3 separate regions of the Mus musculus genome follow, and regions 1 and 3 are each linked to region 2. The links are chromatin contacts, called in public HiChIP or PLAC-seq maps. All regions are on one chromosome and are shown on one strand. Each heading gives the region's core, a stretch centred on a gene start, on an enhancer-like site or on the middle of the called end of the contact. The rest is flanking DNA. Distances are from core to core; before and after follow the strand shown.

Region 1 (2,756 bases), core at 19-2,518, 440 kb before region 2:
GAAGCCAGGTGTGAGAACTTTTCTCTCCTAGGGCAAGGGCTATCACACCCAAGTCATGGTTCTAACTAGGGAGTTCCGTTCTAGCTAACCATCTCATGAATAATGCAATACTCTAAAACCACAGCCCGATCTACTTCCTAAACCATTGTAAATTTCTGTATATAGGTGTAACTCAGCTATAGTTCTAAGTATTTATTCTGGTTTCTCCTTCAGTCAGAAACTTCCTTCTTCCTTGGTGGTGGTAAATTCCTGTGTGGGGCAGTGACCTAGCTTTTACTCAAAGTGATAGTGTAATACCAGAGGCAATTCTGAATGTCACTGAATAGCAACATTCTTACTGAATTCCAAGCCCAAGGTCTTGCTCAAGGACTTTCTAGGACTGTTGGAACGCTGGCAAGGCTTTAGCTATGCTAGAATCCAATCTTAAAAGGCACTTATAATAGGATAATACTAAAAGAGATCCATACACTAGGCTAACGTGGGAATGTAAAATTAATGTATGGGTTAGAGAGAACGCCAGACTCCAGGAGTGAGTTTCCGTGAAACTCTTTTGCCTCGTGAGTAGCTTTCAAGCCTCAGCCTGTCAAGCTGACTCGAGTGGAGAGCTTGGCACTAAGTGCTCATGGAGACCAGAAGAGGGTATTGGGTCCTCTGGAACTAGAGAGTTGTTAGCTATCACGTGGATGCTGAGAACCAAACCCAGGTCCTCTGGAAGAGCAGCAGTGGTGAGCTCTTGCGCGCGCCGGACTTGACCAGCAAGAACGACGCTGCAACAGGATCCTTCTGCACACGTTTATTGGGAGAGCTTGATTGCAGAGGTGAAAAGACCCGGAGCCCAGAACTGGTGCTGCTTATATAGGCCTAGGAGAGGCGTGTCTCACACCCAGATTGGTTATGCACTATGCCTCATTTGCATATTCCTCATCTGATTGGCTACTCTCTCTCTGTACTTCACAGAGCCTCATTATTATACCTCATTTGCATGTCTCACATCTGATTGGTTATACTCTCAAAGCCTCATTATCATGCCCGGGCCAGGCAGTGTCTTTGCAAAAAACTTTACTGCATATGTACACATTGGTTGTTTGTCCAAACTTATGCGTGGTGGCCAGCAGTAGTCAGTGCCACTCTGCAACGGCACATGTGGCTTCCCACAGTGAGCCATCTCTCTAGCCCTCCTCTATTTCTGTTTCTAACAGATGACTATGTCATATCTAAGACAAAATGTATGGGTCTGTGATGTGTGCCAAGTGATGACATCAGGGTGAAGAACAGAGGGAAATCACCCAGGAAGTGGGCGGGGAAGACCAGAGGGAGTGGGTACAGGGAATGGAGTGTAAGAACATGTTTTCTGGGGCTGTAGAGGTGATTTAGGGCACAAGGCTCACATGTAGTCATATACATACATTGAGGCAAAACATACACATACAATAAAAGTAAATAAATAGTTTCAAAACAGGTGACCCATTTCCCCTCTCACTCAGAACTTGGCTAGCATGGTTATTGCCTATAGCAGTTCTGGGCCTAGTTTGAGGAGAAGCCAGACTTTTCTCCTAGGCCAGAAAGGGTTCTGGGGCCCTTGACTCACTGTCCCAGCTTTGGACTCTGTAGGACAGGCTGTGAACACATGCTGACTGGTGTGGCCCACATTTGGAAAGAGCATCCCCAAGCAGGAGAAGGCAGGTCAGGGAATGGCTTTCATTGTTTAGTGTGTGAGGGCCAAGTCACCTTTACTCACCATGAGTTATGAGACAGATGGCAGTTGTTATGAGGCAATGTAAGAATTTCGTTAGCATTCTTCCTCAACCCCTCTCTCATCTTGAGGAGGAGGAGACATTAGCAAAATAGAGGCAAACACAGAATATCAACGAACATTGAATGATGCTACCAGCCAGCAGTATAAACAGAAATGTTGGCTTCTGGGCACACTTTATTGTTTTTAGAATTGAGCTGGAGACTGGGGGGAGGGCCAGAAAGGTGAGTGAAGACCAGTGGGGTGGATCAGGGTAAGCAAAGAGGAGAGATCAGAGAGAGTGGGACCTCAGGCACCCAATGAATTGGATGGGAAGACCTTTTCATTATCATTCAGACCATTTCGTTATCATCTCTTAATATTGCTTCTCCATAAACTTCTACTAGCAAGTTCCCCTTAACTGGCACATGCTCTCCTACAGACAGAGTGAAGTGTTGATCCCCAGACAGCAGGAAAAGCACCATGGCCCTCTGGGGACCGAAATATAGTTGGTGAGCTCCGTGTGGAATGAGTCTTGCCCAGGGCTGTGGAGAGTGGGTAGCGTCATCTTCTGAAGTCAGACAGGTTTCAAACCCCAGCTTTGCTTTCAGAGTTGTGAAACGTTGGATCAATAATGTAACTTCTCGCCAGGCATGGTGGCGCATGCCTTTGATCCCAGCACTTGGGAGGCAGAGGCAGGCGGATTTCTGAGTTCAAGACCAGCCTGGTCTACAGAGTGAGTTCCAGGACAGCCAGGGCTATACAGAGAAACCCCCTCTCGAAAAAAACCACCCCCACCCCCCAAAAAAAGTAACTTCTCTCAGCCTTTACTTTTAAACTATAAAACGGACCTGGTGACCCCCAGGCCTCCCAGGGGCTTTTGAGTATCTAATGAGACAGTACAGCTAATGCTATTCAATAAATGGTTCTCATGGTTGAAAAGGATGTTGGGCTGCCTTCATGTGTGGGTACAAGAGCAGGCACTCTCAAACTCGGCTGCCCAGGCTGCCCACTAGAATCACTT
Region 2 (2,700 bases), core at 111-2,610:
TGTGCCTGATACCTCCCTGTGTTCCTGGGTCACATACACTTTCTAGGGATGAAAGGGAACACTCACTGCCTTTTCTTCTTGACACACTTAGATTCCTACCCCGTGACACACAGCCTTCAGCCTACTTAACAGTGTGAACAACTGTGTTGAAATAAGACTAAAAAAAAACTTTGATCTTTGGTGATTTCCCCACTTAAGACAAGTAACCTTTCTCCTGGAAGCCTTTCTCCTAACTCCTGGGAGTTAACTCTTACATTTCTGAGTGCCTTTATTTTCCCTTTCTTATTATTTTGGGGGACAGGGTATGCTTTTCCAAGTCAGGGTTTCTCTGTATAGCCTTGGCTGTCCTGGAGCTCACTCTGTAGACCAGGCTGGCCTCACAAAGATCCACTCGATTCTTCCGAGTGCTGGAATTAAAGGTGTATGCCACTCCAATTGACTCTTGGGAACATTTATAGAGGTCATTTTGTGATTCTTTTTAAAAAGACATCTCTGGTTTTAGGGAATACTGTTGTAGCTTATTGATAATGTTTTACCAACTTGAGAAAGATTGCTCTAGGAGTGGATAAATACTCAGCTGATTAAAACACTACACAATTCGGGATGTCTCATGTTTGTGAGTGATGTGTGTGTGTGTGTGTGTGTGTGTGTATGTGTGTACATGTGTGTGTGTGTGTGTGTGAGTGATGTGTGTGTATGTGTGTATATGTGTGTGTGTGTATATGTGTGTGTGTGTGTGTATGTGTGTATGTGTGTGTATGTGTGTATGTGAGTGATGTGTGTGTATGTGTGTGTGTAGATGTCAAAAGGTAACTTGGGATTAAGGTGTAGAAGAGCCTTTTGTCTATTGAGGACTTCTGAGGAAGAGGACTGAAGAGAGGAGGGGACTGGACATACTGTGTTGGTCTCTCACTGGTCTGGAGTAGCTGCCGGCAGCTCTAGGAAGCTTCTCTTGTTCCTCTTGACCTGACCCAAGCTGGGGGTGGCCCAGAAAGCAGTGGGAACTTGGGAAAGGATCTAAGGATTCACCAACTATCGATTTGGGAAATTTCATTGGGTGTGTGCCATAAAATGCTGGAAGGCGGACTTTCCCAAGAAACCTTTTCTGTAGACTTTTTTTTTTTTTTTTAAATAAATGGCTTGAAAAGGTAATATCCAATCAAACGGGAATGCCTCAATTCTGAAAAGGTGGGGAGGAAGGACAAACTGCTCCCCCGCCCCGTACTTGGCAGTGTCTTGCTTTGGGGAGTGCCCTGCCTCAGCAAATTCTCCGATTCTGGGCTCCGGAGCTGCGGAGCTGCGCTGTCTCTGCCAGCTCTCGTACAGCACGCACGCCCCGTGCATTGGCTTGGTCATTTCCTCCTATTTTTCTGCTTATTCATCCTGTGGCCTGTGTTCCCCTTGACAGACTTTCCCCCCACCCTCCTGTGGGGAGAGATAACATTCTCGGGAGGGACTTTAATCCATCTGATAAGTTCTATTTTTAGCCAAGCCTTTCCTCCTGGCTTCTAACTTTCAGAGGCTCACACACTTCCGAGCCTCCTTTGGCGTTCGTTCTTGCCGTCTTGCGTACTCTTGTGCCTGGGGTTTCCTAACAGACTGTAGTTGAGTGGGGAGCGGGGAAGGTGAATTGACTTCCAGGGCAGGGACACTTTCTCCTGGGTGTGGGGCGCTGTTTTTAGCAGGGCCATTCACTCTTACCTACCTCCTGCTTCCCCTCCAGGCTGTCCACGAATTTCCTTTTGTCAGTAAATTTATGTTATCTTGATAAAGGACACCCATTAAAAAAAAACAAGACAGCTGTGACTTTCGATGATTAGCACAAGGGTCTGGCAGCTAAGATGCCTGCCTGTAGCTACTAAGACTTCTACAGAATGACAACTTAATCTGCAGCCTTTGCATTAAGATTTAATCAAAGCAGCCAGTGTCCGTCCCTCCCCCGCCCCCCCCCCCCCCGTTCCCCATGTCCCCGTCCCCCCCCCCCCATATGAGGGGAGAAGTTTTGGGTTTGCTGTCACATGATCTCTGCCTGTTGCTTTCCCAGATAAGGATATGGGAATAAACTTACCTCAGTACTTTATATAAATGTGTTCTTTTTCTCCTTTTAATCCTTTGGCCCAGAATGGCCCCCCCTCAAATATATATATAAAACAGAAACTCTTCTGACAAGACTACAGAGCTTGAAAAGGAGAATGGGGTATCCCCCTGCCCCAGGAGTGCTCCTGGGAACATTGCTGCCAGGCAATTTAAACTTCAGGACCTCGACTTCATTTACTCTCAGTGGACCAGTTGTCTCTCGAGGCTCACTTAGCTCTGTCACCATCATGACTATTGTTGTGTTTTATAAGATGATGTAGTATAGTGCGGCTGGAGGGAGCACCTCAGTGGTCCCTGCCAAGGAGTCTTGGGATCAAGTCACATGACAGGCCTAGAACAAAAGAAGTTTATTGGGGGAAGGGAGCCAGGGAACGGAGCAGCAGGGTGCCTGGGATGGGGTTAGAGGCAGAGGAAGGCAGGTGGGACAGAAAGGGAAAGGAGAGGGGAAGAGAAGGAGAGGCCAGCCTGGAACATGTAGGGGAGGGGGGTGGAGACACAGAGAGGTAAGATAGAGGGATGGAGGAGAGAGAGAGAGAGAGAGAGAGAGAAGCCAAGTAGTCCTTATACTGCTGGCTCCTGGCTGAACCCAGGGTGGAGATGTAG
Region 3 (2,748 bases), core at 85-2,584, 370 kb before region 2:
CAACTAGATAAAATTGCTGTTTTGGGGGACAGGATGTGCTTTTAAAGGATACTGCTGTCCACAAAGCAGACTATTGATATTACAAATTAGGCCAAACCTAGCTGAAGATCTTTTGGCTCATACTACCCTCCTCCTGTGCGTTATTTGGATCGACACATAAAGATAAAGTCTTTCGGATTTAGCAACTCCGGTTTCCTATAGGCGTGGCCGATACCCCCACCCCATGATGTATTAAAACAGGGTCTCACGTAACCCAGGCTGGCCTCCAATTCACTACATAGCCAAGACCAGCCTCAAACTCTGGAGCCTCCTGCCCCCACCTCCCAGGTAATGAGATTATGCGCATGCGCCATCACTCTTGGCTCCTGGCTGAAAAATTTAAAGCCATGATTGTAGGCAAGCCTTTGCTTGGCAACAGGCTTGATACATCTCTGTAAAAGCGGGAAGAATACTCTGAATGAACCCCAAGAGAGCGTGCACAATTCCAGACTCTGAATAAAACCTCTGTCTTCCACAAGGAGCTCCTTGGAGTCCCTAGAATTCCTCTTGGGGGAGTGAACAGTGTTCGCTGTGAACAGACTCGTAAGTGTGTTGACTTAAACGAAAAACCTCTAGGGAGGAAAAAGTCATCAATCTAACTTGTAAGAAACATGGACGCTGGAAGAAGTGTGAGGATTTCAATTTGGAACAAGAGATGAAACAGAACAGAATTACACAGAGCAATGAGAGAGCCAAGGATTGTCTCCAGGGTGGATGGAGCTGGCGCTGAGAGGAACTTGGTTACCCGTTCAGTGTGGAAATGGAGAAACATGAATTCCCAGAGTCAACCAATCCAGAAGGACCTTCAGGACCTCATTTACTGTCCTCCAAATGAGCGATGTAGCTCTTTCTTTTCAACATCTCCCATATTTTTTTTTTTTTTTTTAATGTGTGAATGTTCTTTATGAGTGACTCCTTGTTCAGGTTTGTGTGAATGGGAACAAAGCCTTCTGGGACAGACTCAGGAAAAAAAAAAACAACCCAAGGTTATATAGTTGACACTGGGAACGCAGCAATTGCTTTGCTGTGAATTTTGAGACTTTTCAGTTCCTATAGTTTTCTGTGGGATTTTTGAATTAAAAAAAAAAAAAGGAGGAGGGGTGGATAGAGAGATTGTCTCAGGACAGTGGATCATTTTTTGTTTCTTTATGGTCCCTAACAGGAAGTCTGAAAACTCCCTCACAAAGAACTAAAAAACCATTATGTTAATTCACCAGCCATCAATACTATGAGTAATTCCCCAAAGTCATAAAACAACACTGCATCATAGTAAGGACAGAGCTGCCTTTCATAGAGGGTAGTTGGGGAGTTTCAAAGTCCCTACAGGCCATGGCAGATGGAGGCAGGAGGCAGGAGGCAGGAGGCAGGAGGCAGGAGGCAGGAGGCAGGAGGCAGGAGGCAGGAGGCAGGAGGCAGGAGGCAGGAGGCAGGAGGCAGGAGGCAGGAGGCAGGAGGCAGGAGGCAGAGGCGACCAGGACTGGCTCCTCCTCTCCTGATGCTTTCCTGATGCTCCCCCTCCCCCCAAGCAGCATCTGGGCTTTCTTAAGGACCATTTAAATGTCTCCAAGCCTGCTGACCAGTTTTCAGTTCCTTAGGCACGCATGGTGGAAAGAAAGAACCAATTCCCAAAAGTTATCTTTTGGCTTCCACATCTATACCACAGCATGATTTACCTCTGTGACTGGGCTGCTGTGCAGATTATCGGGGCGCGGGGGGGGGGGGGGGGGGGGAGGGGTCAGAAGGGACATTCAGCTGTCATGTAGATACTAAAAGAGCCTTCTGTCCTCCAGTATTGAAAATAGCCATGTAAAAGACTTGATCGTGGGGGCCAGAGATGGCTCAGTGGCTAAGAGCACCAGCAGCTCTCCTAGGGGACCCGGATCTGATTCCAAGCGCTCACATGGCAGCTTATAACTGTCTGGAACTCCAGTTCCAAGGACTCTGATGACTTCAGTCTCCTGTGCAGAAAGCCAGCCTTGTTTATGGTTCAGTGACACACATAAAGCAAAGCACCCTTACCTAAAAAAATCATCAGTGCGAGGGGTTCTCAGAAGTTAGAATTAAAATAATAAATACTTCAGAGTAAAGAATGTGAGTACTCTATGGTGTCATTTATGCTTTTATGTTAAATCATTGCTGGAAATATTAATTGTATCAGGTTATAAGCATTAGGTATTCGTTACTGATGGTAATTTAATATTTTCTTCTCAGGATCATCTAGACTTAGACTACACTTAGTATCTTCAACAAGACACGGTGAGATAACAGATTCAACAAACAAAATAAAAACAAGCATTGCTGAAAAATGTAACACTCATTTATTCTTAGGATTCTTTTTTCTCCCAGTAATTACCATATTAAATTAAATTAAGCAAAAACTATAGTGCTTTCTGTCTCCAGGGGTGAACTCTGAAGCGAACGTCTTTTCTCACTGAGGCATCTGCAGCTGGCTGTCTGAAATCACTTGTCTCCTGGTTTCTCAACTCATTCTGTCTCTTTCAGATTATTTTTTATCGCTTACCGCTCGCTTCCTCATGAACGTAGAAGCTATGGAATGGAGATAAGACAGAACTTAGTTAATTTTGCCTTTTATTACTGACTGGTTAAGGGGGAAATTGAAAGGGAAAAGAAAGTTAAAACAGCCAGAAGAGGATGTAAAACTATCTCTGGTCTCTTTATCTTTCATCTAGTCCTCAGATGACGCAGTGA

The links. HiChIP or PLAC-seq counts read pairs in DNA pulled down with a chosen protein or histone mark.
Region 1: a contact with region 2 is called in an H3K27ac HiChIP or PLAC-seq map of acute myeloid leukemia, with 3 times the contacts expected there. The contact joins two enhancer-like sites. A contact is called at or near these places in 1 of 15 datasets of contacts at CTCF or cohesin (the NIH/3T3 cell line) and 1 of 115 datasets of contacts at active chromatin or transcription factors (acute myeloid leukemia).
Region 3: a FOXA1 HiChIP or PLAC-seq map of pancreatic cancer cells shows a contact between it and region 2. The contact joins two enhancer-like sites. A contact is called at or near these places in 10 of 484 Hi-C or Micro-C datasets (CD4 T cells, bone marrow-derived macrophages, brown adipocytes and 2 more), 5 of 115 datasets of contacts at active chromatin or transcription factors (embryonic stem cells, extraembryonic endoderm stem cells, pancreatic cancer cells and 1 more) and 1 of 9 other capture datasets (embryonic stem cells).

The regions. Positions count from the first base shown.
Region 1 is chr12:54,597,068-54,599,823 of GRCm38.p6, reverse strand. No RefSeq gene overlaps it. Among named protein-coding and RNA genes, the nearest start is that of Mir1892, 48 kb to the left of the region's middle. Within about 2 kb of position 1,268, at least 16 of the 459 cell types and tissues checked have an H3K27ac peak or open chromatin away from gene starts, as enhancers often do. A contact at or near this core is called in acute myeloid leukemia, where this site is marked.
Region 2 is chr12:54,161,656-54,164,355 of GRCm38.p6, reverse strand. No RefSeq gene overlaps it. Among named protein-coding and RNA genes, the nearest start is that of Gm40424, 14 kb to the left of the region's middle. Within about 2 kb of position 1,360, at least 182 of the 459 cell types and tissues checked have an H3K27ac peak or open chromatin away from gene starts, as enhancers often do. A contact at or near this core is called in acute myeloid leukemia and pancreatic cancer cells, where this site is marked.
Region 3 is chr12:54,534,922-54,537,669 of GRCm38.p6, reverse strand. No RefSeq gene overlaps it. Among named protein-coding and RNA genes, the nearest start is that of Gm40425, 14 kb to the left of the region's middle. Within about 2 kb of position 1,334, at least 16 of the 459 cell types and tissues checked have an H3K27ac peak or open chromatin away from gene starts, as enhancers often do. A contact at or near this core is called in pancreatic cancer cells, where this site is marked.